Linked DNA regions of Pan troglodytes: region 2 is linked to region 1. The links are chromatin contacts, called in public Hi-C maps. All regions are on one chromosome and are shown on one strand. The core of a region is the stretch at or near the end of the contact, and the rest is flanking DNA. Distances in the headings are between cores, read along the strand shown.

What was found. Hi-C and Micro-C count contacts between places; a contact is called where the count stands out from the background.
Region 2: a Hi-C map of stem cell-derived neural progenitor cells shows a contact between it and region 1, with 2.6 times the contacts expected there. The contact joins the promoter of UHRF2 here to the enhancer-like site in region 1. A contact is called at or near these places in 1 of 7 Hi-C or Micro-C datasets (stem cell-derived neural progenitor cells) and 1 of 1 datasets of contacts at active chromatin or transcription factors (stem cell-derived excitatory neurons).

What each region holds. Positions count from the first base shown.
Region 1 is chr11:109,369,764-109,374,394 of NHGRI_mPanTro3-v2.0_pri, forward strand. GLDC (glycine decarboxylase) reads left to right here. Exons shown (of 26, transcript XR_010148783.1): 16 at 1,210-1,285. Among named protein-coding and RNA genes, the nearest start is that of GLDC, 77 kb to the left of the region's middle. Within about 2 kb of position 2,073, at least 6 of the 24 cell types and tissues checked have an H3K27ac peak or open chromatin away from gene starts, as enhancers often do. A contact at or near this core is called in stem cell-derived neural progenitor cells, where this site is marked.
Region 2 is chr11:109,520,079-109,524,709 of NHGRI_mPanTro3-v2.0_pri, forward strand. It overlaps UHRF2 (ubiquitin like with PHD and ring finger domains 2), which reads right to left and starts at 2,673. Exons shown (of 16, transcript XM_001142916.8): 1 at 2,114-2,673. The coding sequence starts at 2,266.

The DNA of each region.
Region 1 (4,631 bases), core at 823-3,322:
CTACGATTGAGTCAGCATTGCTCACCGGAATGTTAGTCATTGCATATACCCTGAAAGTGGCGCCTTCCAGGACCGTTGAGATGAGGATGGCCAGCCCCTAACAGCCATCTGCATCCGGGGCCTGGGAGAGCCGAACCTGAGACTGCCAGGAATGGTGTCACATTAAAAGTGCCTCATTCTTTTGGGGCTGATCAGGCCCTTGACTCGATATTTGGTGATACTAAGAAATTATAGAGTGATGATTTGTTTTCACCTCATAGGTGTGCCTTCCTTAAACCTTGTTAAGATGTTGACACATTACCCATTTAAAGGGGGAAAGAAAAGGGGAAAAAAAGGAAAAAACTGAAGTTCATTGTTCTAGGTGTGACAATTGTGTTTGTAGTTATTTATTTATTTTTTGAGACGGGATCTCACTCTGTCACCCAGGTTGGAGTGCAGTGGCACCATCTCGGCTTACTGCAGTCTCCGCCTCACAGACTCAAGTGATCCTTCCATGTCAGCCTGCCCAGTAGCTGGTACTACAGATGCATGTTATCACAGGCTAAGTTTTTGTACTTTTAGTGGAGACACTGTTCCGCCATGTTGCCCAGGCTGATCTCGAACTTCTGAGCTCGGATGATCTGCCCACATCGGCCTCCCAAAGTGCTAGGATTACAGGCATGAGCCATTGCACCCGGCCTGTAGTTATATTTTTAAAAACAATACTTATCTCTGAAGGCTGCATATTGACATTTGAACTGATGATAGGATGTTTGAAGTTTGCTTCAAAATATATAGTTCAGCATGAAAGTGGTTAGTGAGAAATATAATAGGAAATAAGATTGACCGTAAACCATGTTGTTACAGCTGGCTGACACACACGTGGTAGTTCCTTTTGTTCTTCACTGTATTTTGGTATAGTTTTGAAATTTTTCATAATAACAAAAGGCTATTTTCAATGCGTGGTCCTGAGCAAGTGTATAGAAAGCTCCGTCTTTGGGTAGGAGTGGTTGAGCTGTAGTGCACAAACTGGATGCTGTTGCTTTGATTGTTTTGATTGTTCAAGACCTTTTGACTCCAGCGGAGCTCCTTGATGAGCTTCTCTCAGCATCTGGACAGTGACTATGTGTCACGTGCTGGTGAACCCCTGGCCAGGGCCCAATAAATATTGAATGAGTAAATGAAAGCCAGAAGACCTAACCGTGATCCTTTTCTTCTTGTCTTTGCAAGCGGAGCCCAGGGAGAATATGCTGGACTGGCCACTATCCGAGCCTACTTAAACCAGAAAGGAGAGGGGCACAGAACGGTGAGTATGGCAGGAGGTGGCGCTTGCTCACCATGGGGCACAGAGGTCCTGGCTCTCAGGGTCCCTTCTGTGGGACACTCCCTCCAAGCCTTCTTGGAAGCAGATGAGGGAACATATAGTCAAGAAACAAATTTCTGTGAACTAGCCATTATGATCCTTGCTTCCAAGACATCCCACTTGACCATTTTGAGGAAAAACATTCAGAGATAAAAGACTTGCTCAAACCCAGAATGCAAACGTCAGCCAGTTGGCTGTGGAACTGCTCTCTAGGGAGCAGAGGGAGGAAGAGGGCAGGAATGTTGCCATTGCAAGCATCCTCTCCTTGGCTCAGCCCCGGCCCTGGGCCTGGATGAAGGGCAGAGACCATGCTTTAATTCTTCAGTAACCCCTGTTGTGCTGAAGCCCAGTTCTGGTCATAGTATGCTCAAAAAATATTTGTTGAATAAATAAATTCTCCATTAGATGATTCTCAACTTCAAGCACCAAAAAAGGCATAAAGCAGAGTTCACGGTCCTGCTTCATTGTTTGCTTTGGATATGAGAACCTGGTCTCCAGGATCCCAATCGCCTCTTGGGGACCACTGTGGGGACCAGCAGGTACTAATGGACACCACTCGCCCCCCCCCAGGGGCAGTGCCTGTAGCAGTGACCTAACTCAGGCCTCAGCTTGTGCCAGAGGAGGCCTGTGTTCCTGGTTCCTTCATTTTGATGGCCAGTGCTATGCTAGAGTTTGTACTGAGCTGTGGAGCGGAAGTCCTTAATAGGAGCATCGCCTAGGAGCCGAGAGCAGGGCAAAAGCATCTGCTGATACCAGAGAGTTGCAGACAAAGGGGATAGGGTGGTGCTGGCTGGCTAAGTAAGTAGGGTGGAGTGGTAGTGGCCCGATCTTAGTCCATTTCTGGTTTTATTACCACTGGAAGGTTACTTATGGCTAGTTGCCTGGAATTTGCAATAAAAAAAGCTGAAAGTGTTTCACTTCCCTTTCATAACAGGGGAAACGAAGGAACATTTTTTTCCCTCCTTCCCTTGCGTAGGTCATCCTGATTCCACAGGTGTGTCTTTCCAGGCTTTCATCTTGGTTGGGGAATAGAATTTTTTTTTTTTTTTTGAGATGGAGTCTCGCCCTGTTCCCCAGGCTGGAGTGCAATGGCCCAATCTCGGCTCACTGCAACCTCTGCCTCCTGGGTTCAAGCGATTCTCGTGCCTCAGCCTCCTGAGTAGCTGGGATTACAGGCATGCGCCACCACGCCCGGCTAATTTTTGTATTTTTAGTAGAAACAGAGTTTCACCATGTTGATCAGGCTAGTCTCGAACTCCTGACCTCAGGTGATCCACCCGCCCCTCGACCTCTCAAAGTGCTGGGATTATAGGTGTGAGCCACTGCGCCCGGCCCTTTTTTTTTTTTTTTTCTCTTCATAGCTCACTGCAGCCTTGAACTCCTGGGCTCAAGGAAGCCTCCCAAAGTGCTAGGGAGACCAGGATTACAGGCATGACCCTCTGCACCTGGCCCTAGAATTCATGTCTAAAGATCTTTGAAAAACAGGCCATTCGTGAATTGAATAAATGATTAAACCCTGGTCAAGGACTGCTTGCCAGTCCAGAGAGAAGTGAAGTGGTCAACCAGACAGACACAGACCCTGAAATTCCCCCACAGTTTGTTCATTCGTGGTTCTGAATTCTCAGCTTTCTAAGGAATGATTAGTTTAGAACTATAATTGCTCTTGGGACCTGAGAGTCTTGGCACTTTCACAGAATCAGAAAGGAAACTTTGGAGCTCCAGGTGTCCAGCCAGTAAAACAATGCCAGATTCTCTCCTGTCTGTTTTTCCCTCATGGCTTCCATGTTCTGAGGTCGTCTCTGGAGTTCCTCTTCATTAGTATCTTTCCCCACGAGGTGCCCAGGAGCCTGGGGATGCTGGAAAGGGGCAGGCTGTCCTGTGTGACATCTCCACCCCACTCCTCCACTGCTTGGCGGAGAGGCCGCAGAAAGCAGTGTTTGCAGAAAGCAGGTGACTAGCAAATGGCAAAGGGCCAGCTAAAATCCAGATTCTTTCCACGCAGTAATGCTTCCCACCCCTCGCCATTTCCCAAATTCCCCAATCTGACACCAGGAAGTAGCTGTGAATGTCCATCAGCTGGGGACCAAACTGGAAAGGCCGAGGAGAAAGAATGAAAGGCCTTTGGGTTTGGCCTGGGCGGGGTTCTTCCGTGACTCGTGGATTCTTTCTGGTTCCTGTCCCCTCTCTTTGTGTTTTCCTGTCCTCCTTCCCTTCTCCACCCACTGTGTGTGATGTTTCTCTTGGCCCCATTGCCCATCCTGCCGTCACTGAAGTGTCATGAGAGGCCATTTCACTCTGCAGGAGGGAGAGGGGCTGGGTGCTGCGCTTCAGGGAGAGGGGGAAAGGGAGAGGCAGGGAAGCCCTCCAGCCACTGAGCTGGTAGAAATACACAGCTTATTAGCCTGGAAATGTTGGCATCCTTCTGGATCAGAAATTTTAATTAGCTTGGGCATGGTGGCTCATGCCTGTAATCCCAGCACATTGGGAGGCTGAGGCAGGCAGATCACCTAAGGTCAGGAGTTCAAGACCAGCCTGGCCAACATAGCAAAACCCTGTCTCTACTAAAAACACAAAAATTAGCCAGGCATGGTGGTGCACGCCTGTAATCCCAGCTACTGAGGGAGGCTGAGGCAGGAGAATCACTTGAATCCAGGAGGCAGAGGTTGCAGTGAGCTGAGATCGCACCACTGCACTCCAGCCTGGGCAACAGAGCGAGACTCCCTCTCAAAAAAAAATTTTTTTTAATTAAAGCCAACTTTCTTAGTTAGAGAAGAAAATGATTTAGTATTCACTAATCAGGGAAGATTTTTTCACATCACTGATGTCTGAGGCAGCTGCTCCCACACAATAGATTCTAATGGAATCCAGCAAAATATATCCTTCTTTTTTGAAAGGGAGTGTGGGGAAATCATGTGCTACAGAAGTGCCTGGGCTCCTGATGGGTCTTTTCTTTCAAGCTGCTTTTTGAAGTTATTTTCACATTTTCTCTTAGGTTAAATTTCAGAGGTTCCTAAAATGGAATGCCTAACTTCTTGATTTATGAGTTTACTTTGGGAGAATACAAATTTATTTAACAAACACTTATATGGCAATTACCATGTACCAGGCATGGCCTTTAACACTTTATAATTAATATTTCAATTTGTTAGTCAAATCCTGACTTACTCAGCAGACCTCCAGATCTTACGAAAAAATTAAAACTCTAAAGAAAAACAATTAAGTTTGCTGTTCAGAGTCTGAGTTTCCTATACAAAGGGAAAACATTGACCAAAGGAAACAAATTATGTTA
Region 2 (4,631 bases), core at 1,423-3,922, 150 kb after region 1:
ATCCACAAGCGATTCTGATACATACCAAAGATTAAAAGCTGGAGCCTAACATACGAATGGAGTATGGGGGGTGGGTACCACTTAAATAAAAATAAATGTATTGTCTACAATTTATGACATTTTTCACTACGTGGCAGTAAAGTATTTTGAAGTAGGGGTACCTTTTTCCAGTGAGGACATGGTATTTTACAGGACGGGGACTTTCTGTGATGCCATTCCAGTAGCTACCTGCTACAGGCTGGCTACCTCATCTGTGGAGCTCCAAAGACCACGAAAGATAACACTGCTTGCCATAGCTACTCGTCAGCGCATAAGAAAGTGAACACACAGCTGGTACCAATGACCTTCCTTTTCTGTTTCCAAGTTAATGGCTGGCACCAAAGGTCTATTCCTCTTCCCTACTGGTTTATTACTGGGCTGAAGAAACCCAAGTAGTGAATTACCCACTAGGACCCTGGAAGAGGAAGTGCAACGGTTATCCTCAGTTTTCCCTGGAATCTGGAATGAGCTTCCTGGTTTACTGAAAGTCTACTTTGTTGCCTTGAATTTAACCCAATCCCATATGTGATAATTATTTTAGCATATTTGATAATAAAGATTTTAAGAGTGTTGCCCAGGAACATCCTTCATTTCTATCTCTGGTGCTGAAATCACCAGTGTCCTAGGAATTCATGTACTATTTGTCCCCAGCTAGAAAATAAAATGCATCAAACGATTACATGCTTTTTCACTTATGATCAAAAGGAAACGGTATCAGCCACTTGAGGCACAGCAAAGCAAATCTATGTAGTATTTAACAAGTGTACAATTATTTCAAAAGCAAAGCTTACAACTAAATACCTGTTTTTACAAGTCAAACACTAAGGAGTCAATACAAAACTGGCTGCAAACACAAATCAAAGGTGCTATAACATTATTTTAGAGAGAGAAAGAAAGGGGGAAAAAAAGCTCTCTCCTTCCCAAAGTGTAATTTGTTACTATGAAATTTCTGGACAGTCTTCGAAAACTAAGCCTGTGAAGGGGAGGAAAATATTCCTTTTAAGTAGTTTGCAACTGTAGGCTACTTCTACCAAATCAAAGAGCTACACTTATTTAAAACCACAGGATTGGAGCCAAACTGTGGTCTATCAACTCAGGATGCCAACTTTTTAGTGTATTAACAACAACATGAAGACAAAGAAAAATACGATGGGTCTGAGTGGCTAGGGATATAGATTATAAGAGACTTGTGGAATAGGAAAAAAACTTAGACTGGCCAGACCATAAAAATACCAGAGATGCCCACAGACAGCCTTCAAGTATGCACCGCTGGCTATGCTGCAGTGCTATGCTTAAAGCGTGAACGAGATGAGTATTAGAAGGCGAGAAGTAAGAAAAGCAAAACAGTCTTATACTCCTTTTCACTTCGGGAATAAAACTCTTGGCTTATACAGGGCATTCGTAAACCCGGCCCCCGGTTAAACCGACAGTTTCTTCATGCCCAGGTCTCTAACCTCCCTCGAGACATTCCAAACCTAGGAAAGGCGGCGAGGGAGAGGGACCAGAAGTTCTGGAAACCCTTCGAATCTTCAGTTTGCGCGAATCGTACCCCAGTCAGGAAGCAGAGCTAGGGTTCTTATTCTTGAGAACTCAATGCCCGAGTTTCCCCTGTTTGAGAGCCGAAGACGCGGAAGAGCCGCGGAAGCCAGGCGGACGCTCAGCCGGGTGAGCCAGCTCTCCGGGTCTCCCGCGCGGTGGCATGGCCGCCAGAGCCCTCTGCCCTCCCCGCCCTCTGGGGGCCCCAGGCCCCGCCGAGCGCGGGAAGCGAGGGACCTGGGCACCCAGTGCCTACGGCCGCTGTCCTACCAAATACAAACGGCGAGATATTTGCGCTCCGGACGCCCTCACTTCTGACCCCGCGCGGCGCACCTCCAGTTGGGGCTGGCAGGGACCCACTCCCCACCATTCGGCGGGACTGGGCCCCGCACCCCGCGCCTCGCGGGGGCTGCCCACCCGCAGCGGAGCCAGGTGAGCCCTGCGCGCGCGGCGCACAGAGCCCTCGGACCGGTGCGTCCAGAGGAGCCCAGCTGTTCCGGCCCCCAGCCTCGCTAGGGGCGCGGCGGGCGCGCCTCACCTGCTTGCCCCGGTAGAAGAGGCGCTGGCATTCGGGCCGCACGTCGAACAGCGCCCACACCCGCTCGCGCAGCTCCTCAATCGTGGCTTTGCGAGACACGTCCTCAATGGTGCACGTCTTGGAGCCATCAATGGTGCGAACCTGTATCCACATCTTGGCGCCTAGAGAGGAACCGGTCCCCTTTGTCTCCCCCTGAGCTCTGGGCGCCGCGCCCCGCCCGGCCCGCGCCGCTTTCCCTGCGGCTCGGGCCCTCAGCGGCAGGCGGGCGAGCGCGCCCACTGGACCGACCGGACGCCGGGCCCGACAGGCGGCGACGACTCTCAGCCCGCGCGCCCGACTAGCCGACTTGAGGAGAGACGACCTGAACCACTCTGAGGCGCTGCCGCAGACACCGCCTCAAAGATAGGAAGAGGCCATGTCTGCGCCGCGCAGAGTGTTTACTTATAGAGCTGGAGCTCCCACATGGAGGTCACGGCGCCAAGCCGGATCTCGCGAGATCCACGCCGGGCTCCGCCTTAAAGAGGAAGCGGCCCGGGAGACGGTTACAGACCCGAGGGAACGAAAATGGGCAGGCGCGGAGAGGGCGGGTCGGAGGGGCGGGGCTACCCAAAGCCGTTAGGTGCCCCACCGCCTGCACCTGGCCACTGGGCACGCCCTCTAGCCTTTGGGTTTCGGAAGATTGCGCGGCTACCCACATCGGTTGCCGTTTTGAGGCCTCGTTTCAGAGCTGAGGGGGCGGGTGCCTCCTCAGGCTTAGCGGATATGGTTCTTTGGTCTCAAAAACACACCAAAAATAAGAAACCCTGGCGTGCACTTGTATAATCGTGGAAAGGGGGCGCGGGCGGGTGCGGCCTAAACTTCTGAGAAAGAACTGAAGGAAATGTGTGCGCTCCACCGCGCTCAACAGGAAAGCTCCCGCCACGCGGCCTGGCGGGTCGGGTCGCCCGGGAAAGGCCCCGGGGGCCCTCCTGCTTCGCGAACACGTTTCCCGCCTGGCCGCAATGCTACTTTCGCGCGGAAACCCACTTCCGAGGGTTTCCCCGTCGCCTGGCGGAGGCGGCAGCTCCAGGCCTATCCTCAGGCCGCGGGTCCCGCTGGGATCGCCCTCTCTGGCTTGCAGCGCTCCCAGCCGGCCCTCCGGCCTTGGAGAAGCCGGGGCAGCTGCCCGAAAGGCCGCTCTCTAACTCCGGACATTTCCGTTCGTAGACCTTCCGCGTTAGGGGTGCCTTTGGCCTAAGGGATTGCGGGTTTGCGGGAAACAGTTTTAAATAATGCAGAGCTACGCGCCTCCGAAGAAAGAACTCCAAAGACCCTACTAGGATTAAACCCTCAGAAGTGGGCCCAACGCAGCACTACCTAACAGGGCTTCCCCCATCCCCCCACCCCGCCTTCTTAATCCTTCCCTGCTACAGCTGGGGAGTCGGGGTGGGGGTGAGTGGGTTTATTTTATTTTATTTATTATGTATGTATGTATGTATGTATGTATTTAGAGACGGAATCTCTCTCTGTCGCCCAGGCTGGAGTGCAGTGGCGCGATCTCGGCTCACTGCAAGCTCCGCCTCCCGGGTTCACGCCATTCTCCTGCCTCAGCCTCCCTGGGGTAGCTGGGACTACAGGCGCCCGCCACCGCGCCCGGCTAATAGTCTCGATCTCCTGACCTCGTGATCCACCCGCCTCGGCCTTCCAAAGTGCTGGGATTACAGGCGTGAGCCACTGCGTCCGGCCAAGTGGGTTTATTTTAAATGAAAATATGTCTTCTCAAGAAGGGAGAGAGGATATAAAGGTAAACAAAACAAGACAACTTGGACTTCATATTTGCCAAAATCGGCAACTTAAATATTCAGATAGGTGCTAATTATTCCCATAAAGGTACAGTACCATTTTTTTGTAATAAACAGCTAAAATAATTACAAGCACAGACAAATCCAGTAGTATATCATGAAAAAGAAGAGAAAGGCCGGGCGCAGTGGCTCAGGCCTGTAATCTCAGCGCTTTAGGAGGCCGAGGTAGGCGGATCACTTGAGGTCGGGAGTTCCAGACCAGCCTGGCCAACATGGTGAAACCCCATCTCTACTAAAAATATTTAAAAACTAGCTGAGCATGGTGGCAGTTGCCTGTAGTCCCAGCTACTCGGGAGGCTGAGGCAGGAGAATTGCTTGAACCCGGGAGGCGGAGGCTGCAGTGAGCTGAGATCACGCCACTGCACTACAGCCTGGGCGATAGAGTGAGACTCCATCTCAAAAAAAAAAGAGAAAAAAAAGATGGCCCAACACAGGAGAGACAGAAAAAGTTAACTGCACATACATATTTTGGGTTTCTGCCCTTGTGAAAATTTCAGTCACCTAGAACCTCTAAATATAATTCACTTGTCTACCCCTACTTTAATTAAAGCAAATATTGAGTATTTATTACATATGTAAATGAGATGATATTTAGGTTGGTGCAAAAGTCATTGAGGTTTTGCCATTACTTTCGATGGCAAAAAGCACAATTACATTTGCAACAACCAAATCTACCT